Linked DNA regions of Lactuca sativa: region 2 is linked to region 1. Evidence: chromatin contacts called from public Hi-C data. All regions are on one chromosome and are shown on one strand. The core of a region is the stretch at or near the end of the contact, and the rest is flanking DNA. Distances in the headings are between cores, read along the strand shown.

Region 1 (6,206 bases), core at 1,731-4,230:
AAAGATGCGTGAGTGCGAGTCCCTAGAAGGCCCATTATGAAATTGCCCATGAATCCGATAAAAAATGTCAACTTTAGGTCCACCAACACACTCATTTGTTTCGGTTAAAATGTGCCTGTGATTGTTAGGAGGTATATCAACTTAGAGTTTCTGAACCGTTGGTCCCTTCACGGGGGCATATTCGGCAAAGTATTGTCGCTTTCGCTTTCGTTTTCCATCGCACAATAAAATTTAAAATCTGAAATTTCCAAAAACTTGTTGAGAACTCTGACAAAAACATCCCCAGATAAGTATCACGTATTACATTTGTCATTTCATTAATATACTTTTCCCACGTCACATCACTCTGGCCCTCTTTGTCACGAGATTTTTGAAACAAAATTAACAATTATGTAAAAAAATAATCGAACTTCATAAACGGATTTCCATGGTGGTGGAAGGAGTCAATAATCTTCGAATATACACATCATAAACCATGTACACTAATCAAAGATAGGCTAATAATCAAAAGATTTTAGACGACATGCCGACATTAATAAAAACAGTCGTGTAAATCCCGTTTTAAGTAGACATAAGCAGACAAGTCTCAAAGATGTTGAACCAATTCGTCATGTTGCTGTTTTTGAGTGTTTGATAAGCCAATCCATCACCATATCTATGTTTATTGATTCCTTGCATGAAATCATGTAGCAACACACTTCTCTATCTTTAATTGTGTCAAGACCTCTGCACAAAACATCACAAGAATCAAAACACTGTCATACCTAAAGTCATGTCTATTATATCTTACCAATACATAACAGACTGTCTGAGATCGATGTCAATAAGACAAAAATTATAATTTATTTGTCCGAACCAAAAAGGTAGAACAAGGTGGGAGACGGACTCGCTCTCGATCTCTTGTCTTTGTGAAAAGACATGAATGTCCTCCTCATCCTCGTCGTTGAAAATAGCCCTAAAAAGTTTGTCCAGTCCCATGTAAAAAACGCAGTCTAAGACTGCGTTTTATTACACCAAACGGGATTGGACAAGCTTTTTGTGGCTTTTTTCAACGACGAAGATGAGAAGGACATTCATGTCTTTTCACAAAGACAAGAGATCGAGAGCGAGTCCACTCCCACCTTGTTCCACCTTTTCGGTTCGGACAAATAAATTACAATTTTTGTCTTATTGACATCGGTCCCAGTCCAATGCACGTCAAACGCAGTATAACCTGTATGTCATGTCGTGTCCTGTCCTATCCTGCATAACAAATACAGCCTAAACGAACATTTTATTTTCATTTTTTTTAAACCACTTACAATTGATCAACCAATGCTTGTTTAGTTAACGCTTGTGACTTATCAATCTTGTTTCCTAAAACAAGCAAAGGAATCCCATTTAAAGACGGCTTTGTCAAGAGGTCGTGTAATTCCGTTCTTGTTATCGGAATGCTATCCCTGTCAGCAGCATCGACCACATACCTGTATTTCCACATATTAAATAATTTTATTATTATATATAAATCTTAAATATTTTTTTCCAATTTGTTACAACAATTAAATGTAGAAAAGTGAATTACAAAATGGCAGTAACTCCTCGACAATATCTTTCCCACATGGATCGGAACCTCCGTTGCCCTCCAAGATCCCAAAGCTTTATCGTCACGTTTCCTTTTGTAACTTTTCGCATGTTAAATCCCACCTGATTATCGAAATTAAATGATTTAAAATAACATAATGTGTAACACTAATAATAAAATGATTTTTCATCGTTTAAAAGATACCTACAGTTGGAATCATGTCCTCACTGTAGCCGCCTGTCTGGTGATTAAAAAGTAATAATAAATCAGAGTTTGATTATTTTTTTAATTGGAAAAGAAGAAATAAAATTGTGGAAATGAAGATTTTTACAGCAATGGAATTCACAAGAGATGTCTTTCCAGCATCTTGAAGGCCCACAAGTGAAAGCTCCATTTCCTGTTTAAAGAACAAACTGATATCTAAACATGGTGAGAATCTTAAAGTTAAGTTTAAACACAAGCTTCAATGCAAGAAATAGCATCCTACTTTCATTTTTTTTTTTTGTTATTAAGGCATTGTGTTTTGAAATATCTATTAAGTTGTAGGATTACTGAATTGTACTTTTTTTATTATTAGGATGCAAGAAATAGCATCCTACTTTCATTTTTTAGCTTTATTTAATATTCTACTTCAAAATAAGCAACAGCCATTCACCAAATAAAATCGATTAAAAGTGAAGAAAAAAAAGTTAGGCTTTCTTGGAAGCACTTAATTCAACTCCCTTCTATAAATCTTCTTTCAGAACCTTAAAAAGTAAAAACAGTCTATAAAACGTTCTTTAAATTTTTTGATAAACGTTCTTTAATATTATGAATTCTATCAAAGATTAATTCGATTGATTAAAAACATGTGGATACAACACTAAGATGCAAAATTTTATGGTTTTAATCTACTAAATATATCCAATTACTAGGTGCTACAGTGTGGAAGCTTAGTTCATATACCCCGTATTTCCCCCCTTTAGTTCCATAATCTTGACATAAAATTGTCAACTAGAGATAGCTAAATCAAAATCTACAAGAAGTTCGATAAGTAGAACACGATTTGGTGTTCAACGAACTAGCCGGAAATTTAGCAGATGCAAGATTGATATGAGCCACAAGTCAATAAAGTAAAATGAACAAAGAGGAAGGAAAAACGATCAAAAAGCATGAAATAAGTGAGAATTAGAGAGACATGAAAGTACGAATTGAAGGGTAAGTGTTCGACGGAATTACCTACGAAGCCAATTGAGAAAAGAATCCCACAAACCCATCTGGAGAGAATATGGAAGAGGTGTTTGCAGAATAATGCAAAGAACCCTAAAAGTTGGTTTCTAGAAATCTCAGGAAGAGTAAGGAATTGACATCAAAAAGCAAGAGGAGGGAAAAACCTTGGGCGATTGTGGAGCAGGTATGTATGTGTACGTTTCCCCACTGTTCGGCAACAATTAGATGGCCGTAGGGATAATAATGTCATTTGGCATTTGGCATTTGGCTACCTCTATTTCTTTTTTCCTTTTTTTTTTCTTGGTAACTTAAAATTGTTTTCATAATTCATCTTTAAGATTAAGTTTATAGTTTGTATGTAAAAAAACTCAGATGACTTATGTTAATTCGTAGGGCATAAAAAAACAAGTTAAAGATTCAAACGAGGTGTGAGATCCAAGAATCAATTTTCAGCCGTACGTTTAGGAGTTTAAAAAGCAATATAAAATAAAAAGCTATTGAAATTCAACTTTAGTTACTTTTAGTTTTTTTAAAGTGCTAAATCATCGTCTTGGTTAAATATTCATGTAACGAAGTCTTTGGGAGATACGTTTGAGATAAGATGGATTGGAATTTAGAGTTTTCTTATTAAGTTGTTTTCAAATGACTCATTCGGATTCATAGTTTTCTTGTTCGATTGTTTGAATGGAATGCTTTTAAGACCTATTGATCACAAGAGAATATATGGGTCGGTCATAATTCAAAACGGTGTTCTAGAATTGCACTCTAGATAGTATGTGAGATTTTTAAGTTGAAATGAGAGTAAATTGTTACTTGGAGATGCCTTTTACGAAAAAGTTATTATAGTGTTTGAGGATGAGGACAATGACTATCACACTTGTAGTATGTATGTGCCTCCATCGTGCTTGCTTTCCACATGTGATCGTATTACACAGGATGAGGACAACAACTATCACACTTGTCTATCGTGCTTGCTTTCCACATGTGATCGTATTACACATGATATAATGGGACCTCGACGTTTGCTTTCCACATGTGATCGTATTACACATGATATAATGGGACCTCGACGTTACTTTGAGTTCAATAATATCTCGACTCAGTCTGAATTTCGCTTCACGTGTCGGTATTTTACTACTCGGCTCAGTCTTGCTGAGCTGGTACATTACTAAGACTATAGGGAGTGAATGCGGCTAGGCCGCACCTTTTGCCACATAGGCAAGGAAACCCCTCTCCGCCCTATGCGGAACCGCACCTCTCCCTTCGATTACCAAGCTTTTTGATTGGGTGATGGGTTGGTGGACCGTTGAACGATCACTTGTGTAAAAAAATTGTTTTTTACCTATAAATCCATACTTTTACCCTTATTTCTTCAAACCAAAACCAATATTTTACAATTTTCTATACTTTTTCTCTCAAAATAACTAGAAAAATGTCATCTTCTTCGTCGTTTGAAGAATTTCAATTTCTTTTTTATAGTGTCGTCGCTTGTGGTCAAATGGCGGAGCAAGCCTATGCCTCTCTATGCAATAACATTGCTAAAAGTTCTCAAAAGAGAACACAAAGATATATTTACAAAAACCGTGAAGAAGTCAACCAATGTTTGATACAAGATTACTTTCACGAGAATGCCACTTTTCAAGGGTACTATTTTTGAAAGGCGCTTCAGAATGTTCAAACCTTTATATGAATGTATAGTCGAAGATTTAATGAGGGTGTAGTTTTTTCTAACAACATCCCGATGCTAGAGGTTCACTCCCTTACAAAAATGCACAACTATACTTTATCAATTAGCATATGGCATCACGCCCGATGCGTTGAACGAGAGTTTTAAGATGTCCGCTAGCACCGCATAAGGCTGTCTCCACTTTTTTTTTGCAAAACTATGAATGAGTTTTACGGTCTAAAATATTTACGTAGCCTACACACAATGAAATCGTACAATTGCAAGCTCATCATGATAGCATACATGGCTTTCCTTGAATGATAGGAAGTTTAGATTGTCTCTCTTAGGCATGAGAAAATTACCCTACCCACACCATTTTCAATTTACCCAAGGTGATCACGGTCACTGTAACACCCGGTTCCTGGTACATATTTAAATTCAAGTGTATATTTTACTCTGGGACTTAGCGAGTTAGAGGCCCAACTCGTCGAGTAGACTCGATTTTGACCGGGAAGTTTAATGATCTAATCGACGAGTCGGGAGACCGACTCGACGAGTAGAAGCTGTCTGGATGAAACCCTAATATTTAGTGTTTGCACCCTATTTAAACGACTTATTTTGCCTCAACCAGCCCCCATCGTCCCTCCTCAACCCAGAGAAAACCCTAACTTGAAACCCTAAGCCTTATTTGAGTGTTTTTGAGCTTTTTGGTGCCTTTTGTGTGTATTTGAAGTTGGAAAAGGAGAAGGAAGCTTGGGAGATCAAGAGAGAGCAAGTAGATCCAGAGAGAGCAAGTAGATCCAGAAGTCTTGGCACATTTCCTGCTCATTTGAGGTATAAAGCTGATACCTTGGCTATTCATTACTTAGATCTTGATTTGGGGCTATTTTCTACCTTTTCTAAGCTTTAGAGAAGCTATACTCAGATTTATGTGTATATTTGGAGTTGTACTTCAGATCTAGAACCATTGAGGGTTCCCATGGCATAAAGGTGCCAACTTTATGGCCATGGGAGACCCATGCAACATATAAACCCCTTTTTATGGCTTTTTGAGCCAAAGACCCCATGCATGGACATCAAGTTCGTAGCTTTACGTATAATATGGACCCTAGGAGGTCAGATCTATGGTTTGGAAACATTTAGACCAAGTAAAATTGAATGTATAGTTTGGGACAAAAAGGGACTCGGCGAGTCGGGACGTATTTTCCACCAAATCCTTTATATTAAAGGACCAGATGATAAGATTGAAGATCACTCAGTTGTCTAGGCTCTTTAGGGACCTGGAAATCATAGAACTCAACGAGTGGATGAGCTAACTCGGCGAGTTCAAGGCAATGTCCCAACCACATGAAGACGGACTTCGACGAGTTCAGGGAGAGCTCAGCGAGTCATAGACTAAAATACCTTCATACGAATGAAGATGAACTCGACGAGTTCAAGGACGAACTCAGTGAGTCAGTTGAAGAAGGTCCCTATGTTTGTTAAAGGAGAACTCATCAAGCTCTTGCTATACTCGACGAGTAGGGACATGATTGTAGCCTTTGGTGGACGTGGGGACTCTGCGAGTTGGTGGAGCAACTCGGCGAGTCGAGTCAACCAGATGTTGACTTTGACCAAGGTCTTGACCTTGACTTTGACTTGGACTTGAGTTGACCCTGGTAGGGGTTATGAGTATGAAATGGTAACTTAGAAAGGATGATGTGTAGGGATCGAGGAGTCGAGAAGAGTTGATTTCCGTACCGAGGACAGTGTAGTCACTACATGACATTG
Region 2 (5,584 bases), core at 2,952-5,451, 190 kb before region 1:
TAAATAATAGTAATGAAAGTAACAACCATCGCATTGATAATATAGTGTTTACATTGTTTGCAACATTCTTTGTATAACATCAAAATGTATAGCAAAAACTATAGACATAACACCATGAATGTTTCTTCTACTCAAAAACCTACAGTGTACCTATCTATTGGTTCCTTGAGAATACAATTGATTTTGAAAGTATATCAACATTTAAGTTGGTGAGTTCATAAGTATGTTTTTGTGATGGAAAGCTTGTCATTGTTCTTTGAAAATGTTATTCTTGTTCATAAGTATGAATGCTCCGTCTTCCCAAAATGTATGTTTATTACTGTACTCTGAAATAGTATATTGTATTGGGAAAATGGTGTACTGCATTGTATTCGTATGAAAACCCTTTGTCTGTATGGGCCTGGAATCCACCAGCTGTATTGTAATGTAGTTCTATTATAAAAATAAAACCTTTGAAGATGTGTTTGCCCCGTAAACAAAATGTTTAGTTAATACTTATTGTGAATGAGGTTATAACCATGCTAAACTGACTAGTGGCTTGCGCGAAGTTCATCAGGCGTCGGAATGTTATGACATTTGTCACCCCAGGCCTTCCGGCCTAATAGTAGCTAACAATTTAGGTGCGGGATTGTCAGTCATGTATAGATCTATACACAAATTCACGCTCTCCTTCCAGGAGACTCTGGTTATAATCAGGACTTTAACGCATACCCTAATATGTAAAATGAAATAGTGGCTCACAATTATGTATTAACTTGTTTACGTATAGTGTGTAAATGTTCTCTTGTTCTTGTAATTGTACGTATTCCCTTTTTGTAGTGTACTCGTAGTGTAAAATAATTGTACTTAAATAATTATTTATGTATTGTACGCTTGAAAAATGGCTTGAAGACCTGATGGGAAAGGCTTGAAGAATGAATTAAATAATGATCACACTCATTGTTTAAGAATGTTGTTATTTTTTAAGAATTATACTTGTTATTTTTTCAGAATGTTTGTTATTATTCAATGAATCATAATCATACAATGTAATTATTTGGTATATTATTAGTTCAAGAATTGATTTTGTGTATTCTTTCAGAATGTATTTACTAGTTTATGGTTGACATTCTGGCATTCTAACAGAATAAAATCGAAAAAACATATTTACTAGTTTATGGTTAAAATTATATCATTCTGACAGAATAAAATCGGACTTTTAATTTTAAATTAATTTAAAATATTCAGAATTTTAAAAATAAAGGATTTAATTATCCCTAAAAATCCGAAAATTTCCTTTTTTAATATAGGTTAATTGACTAAAATGCTTTTATGCTCAAATTTGTGGGATTATATGGTACATGTTATCTTATTCTACTATCATAGACCTTCAGATCATGATCTTTGATTATATTCCATCCAATGGTCCAGATCTGTGCATTCTGTCACACGATAGTTACTAAAAACAAAATAACCTAACCATATATATATATATATATATATATATATATGTATATATATATATATATATATATATATATACATACATATTGCTTTGAAAAGTTTATGTTTTATTAAAGAATATATTCAAAATTTGATAAAACTAAATAACTTTCTAAAATTAAATTTCAGAAGTTTATATCAAACCAATAAAAAATTTACCATACTTACTTTATGAAACCAAAACCAAAACCTATTTTAATTTTTAATTCAAATTCGCATACATATAATTTTTAAATAAAATACTGGCATACTATTATTTCTATAATAACATATTTTTTATTATAACACATCATATATATATATATATATATATATATATATATATATATATATATTAAAAATAAATATATTTGTATTAGTTAAATGAAGATAAATGTTAAATATTACATCATGCAAAAATTAAAAAGTAATAAAGTGATGTGTTTATACTTCAAATAATTTCAGATAAAAAATAGTAAACAAAAATATTTAATTATGTATTGTAGTTTGAATATTTTAGATAAAGTCTAAACACCAAAAATTATTTATATATTAAATAAAATATATTTTTATGATGATTAAAATTTATAACTTTTAATTTTTTTATTTATATAAATATCACATTTCATATAAAAATAAATATATTTCATAAAAATAAATGTATTTCATAAAAAGATTTCATGTAAAAATTGTTATAAAAACTAATTTCTAAAATTTTAACTTAAAAATATATATAATAATAATAAAGTTGTGAAAAAATTAAGGAGAATTTTAAAAGAAATTTAAATTAAAAAATAGTAATAAAAGAGGGTCGAAAATGTAAAAAGAAAAAAAAAATTGAGAGACTAACCTTGTAATATTTCAAATGGTTCTTGCATAAATTTTTACAAATGTTCCTTAATCAAGTTTCACAAAATCATAGAAATAATCATTATAAAAAAAATCAACTTAATAGATCCATCTAATAGACATCCACAGTAAGTACCATTAGTGTGTAAGATTTGCTCTATAGGAACCATCTCAAAGGAAAAAGTTTAATAGAGACCATTTAAAAAAAAACGATAAACCTAAAGGACTATTTGTGAATTTTTTTTCTACTTTTTATGATTTCCTTCTCTAATATACTTAAATTATAGGATAAAAACCCACCCTTTGTTTTTTCTTAGATGTATATAAACCTTAAAGTTATGCTTTGATTTCTATTGTGATATTATTAATTATTTAATTTGTCATATTTGTTTCATAAAAAAACCCTTCTTTATAAAATTTGTATCTTTATTGTCTATTGCTAAGTTTATATAGTCAAGATGACAAATCTAATTATATTTGCTTGAATCATAACTGTTTTATGATCATTAAGACAATTATGACTAATGATGAATCAAATCATAAGATTAAGTTAATAAAACAATGAACTTTAATGTGTATAAAATTTCATTAGATGACCAATATGTACACCAATTGATTTCCATGACCATTTAGATCAATTCAGATTAAATCAAGCATGATATGAATTAAAGAATGATAATAGAGATAGTTAATCGTATAACTCTTGTGCAATGTTTTAAAAACCGATTTGAACCGATTGATTGAACTGGAAACCGAAAAAGGAAGTGGTTCAATTAGCATCAGTTTTATATTTATTTCTGAATCGGAATGAACCGGTTGGTTTTTACAAAAATCCGGTTGAACCGGTTAAATTAAACAAAAACACATGGAAATTAATCATTTTCATACCAAACTTTTTTTCACAGCTATTTAGATTTATTTAAATAAACACATATGATAAATATTATAATATTTTTTAATGCGTTTGTATTTATCTAAAATTATATTTTGTTTCCATATTTTACTTTATTTTATTTTTGATGTACGCAGATTGATGTAAAACTTACGGTTATGCGTTTTTAATGTATTTAGATTGATCTTCAACTTATATTTATGTGTATGTTTAATGTTTAAAATTATGGATCTTTGTGTGTATGTAGGAAAATAGGAAAAAAAATATAAAAATTATAGAAGCCCGTTGAACCGAAGGTGCAACCAGTAATCGGTCACCATACCGGTTCAACTAAAAAACTGGTTTTTAAAACATTGTTGTCGTGTCAAATGTCATTATGATCATTTTAAAATCAAACCAAGAGGCTTAACCACATTAGAAATCAATGAATAACAGTAATATTCATTGCATTTTATAGAAATCAACCATAAGTAAAGGGCTGATCAAGTTTAAGTAAGAGTATCTCTCTCATCATAGTGACCAAAAAACAGAACTCTTAATCTAGGGTTCATCTCTATTTCCCTGAATTTTGTTTCTACGATTTAGAGTTCATATTTACCCATAGGTATTTAGTTTTTTTAATTAGGGCTTACATATCGAGAGGGTGCATTTGTTTCTTGATCTCTGTTCATTTTTCATTTTGCTTTACAGCCTTTACTGATTTGAAGACTATGTCCTTTCTCTTCCATTTGGGTACATACTAAAGTAGCTTTTGACTACATGTTCATAATATTCTTCTTCTGTGTTGTTGGTTTGTTTCGATATATGTTTTGTGAAGAACATGATGGTGTGTGTATATATGTGTGAGAGAGTTTAAAAATTATTAACATATTAAAATAAATTAAAAAATATAATATATTTTTTTGTACTATAAAAAAAATTAGACTACTATACAAATACAAGTTAAAAAGATAATAGGCTATATCCACTTAATTTATTATTATTTTTTTTTTCGAACAATTGCCAATTTTACATTTTACTCGTTACTTTTTATGAAAGTCACATTGTTTGCCCCTATCTTTCTCAAAATTTGGAATCTTACCTCATTGAACTTTTTCTATTGAGTTGCCCCACAACCCGAATCGTTCTAGAGAGAGAAAGTGAGGAATAAACTGCTCTTTTTCTACTCCTACTGCCACACCACTCTCAAACGTAGTGGCCTCTCTCTCTTCTTTCTCTCTCTCCAAGATGAAGAAAAATCCTTTCTTTTTCTCTGTAATCCTTTTCTTCTCCCTCTTCATCGCCGGTAAGCCTGACCTGAGCGCCGACAGGTTAGCCATCCTTGCTATCCGCTCAGCCGTCGGCGGCAGATCCATCCTATGGAACATCTCCCAACCCTCCACCCCTTGCACATGGCCCGGTGTCTTCTGCGACAACAAAACCAACCGTGTCGTCGAACTTCACTTCCCCGGAATGGGTCTCTCCGGCCAACTCCCCGACAACACCCTCGGCAATTTGACCCAACTTACCACTCTCAGTCTCCGTTACAACGCCCTCTCCGGTCCTCTCCCCGCAGACATCTTCTCACTCGTTAACCTCCGGAATCTCTACCTCCAAAACAATCTGTTTTCAGGCCCGATTCCGGATTCGTTTTCCCCTCTCGTGAATCTCGTTAGGGTTAGCTTCGCGAACAACAATTTATCCGGTACTATTCCGAATTCGATTAATAATTTGACCCGTTTAGCCACATTGTATTTGGAGAACAATGCGTTGACAGGTTCAATTCCGGACCTAAACCGGACTAATATCGCTCTTTTCAATGTCTCCAACAACCAATTAACCGGAGAAATCCCATCAAAGTTCTCGGTTTTCCCAGATTCCGCGTTTTCCGGTAACTCCCTCTGCGGAGGTCCGCTTGCAAGCTGTAACGGGTCAGAGTCCGGGCCGGGCGCAGTGCCATCCAAATCCAAATCAAATAAGCTCTCCGGCGGCGCCATTGCCGGAATTGTGATAGGATCCGTACTGGCTCTGTTACTAATTCTTATAATTTTGTTCTTTTTGTGTTGTAAGAAGAGAAATCAAAAGGAGGAGACAAGGCCAAAGGATCTGGTCGAAGCAAAGCATGTAGAAGTTGAGATGCCCCGTGAGAAATCCACTGAGAATGTTGACAGTTACCCATCGTTAACGGCGGCGGTTGGTGGCGCAGGAGGTGCTGCGAAGGGGAAATCCGGTGAGGTTGTTACTAAAAAGCTAGTGTTCTTCAAGAAGAACAAGGAGTTAGGTAAGTTCGATTTGGAGGATTTACTGAGAGCATCCGCTGAAGTTTTAGGGAAAGGGACATTCGGCACTGCCTACAAGGCGGTGCTGGAGATGGGTTTTGCGGTGGCCGTGAAAAGGTTGAAG

What was found. Hi-C and Micro-C count contacts between places; a contact is called where the count stands out from the background.
Region 2: a Hi-C map of leaf shows a contact between it and region 1, with 8 times the contacts expected there. The contact joins the promoter of LOC111904731 here to the promoter of LOC111904732 in region 1. A contact is called at or near these places in 2 of 4 Hi-C or Micro-C datasets (leaf and seed).

The regions. Positions count from the first base shown.
Region 1 is chr3:89,429,085-89,435,290 of Lsat_Salinas_v11, reverse strand. It overlaps LOC111904732 (ADP-ribosylation factor-like protein 8c), which reads right to left and starts at 2,980. Exons shown (of 6, transcript XM_023900461.3): 1 at 2,780-2,980; 2 at 1,893-1,974; 3 at 1,770-1,802; 4 at 1,562-1,683; 5 at 1,302-1,463; 6 at 389-726. The coding sequence starts at 2,817. The coding sequence ends at 609.
Region 2 is chr3:89,622,683-89,628,266 of Lsat_Salinas_v11, reverse strand. LOC111904731 (probable inactive receptor kinase RLK902) reads left to right here and starts at 4,201. Exons shown (of 2, transcript XM_023900459.3): 1 at 4,201-5,584. The coding sequence starts at 4,430.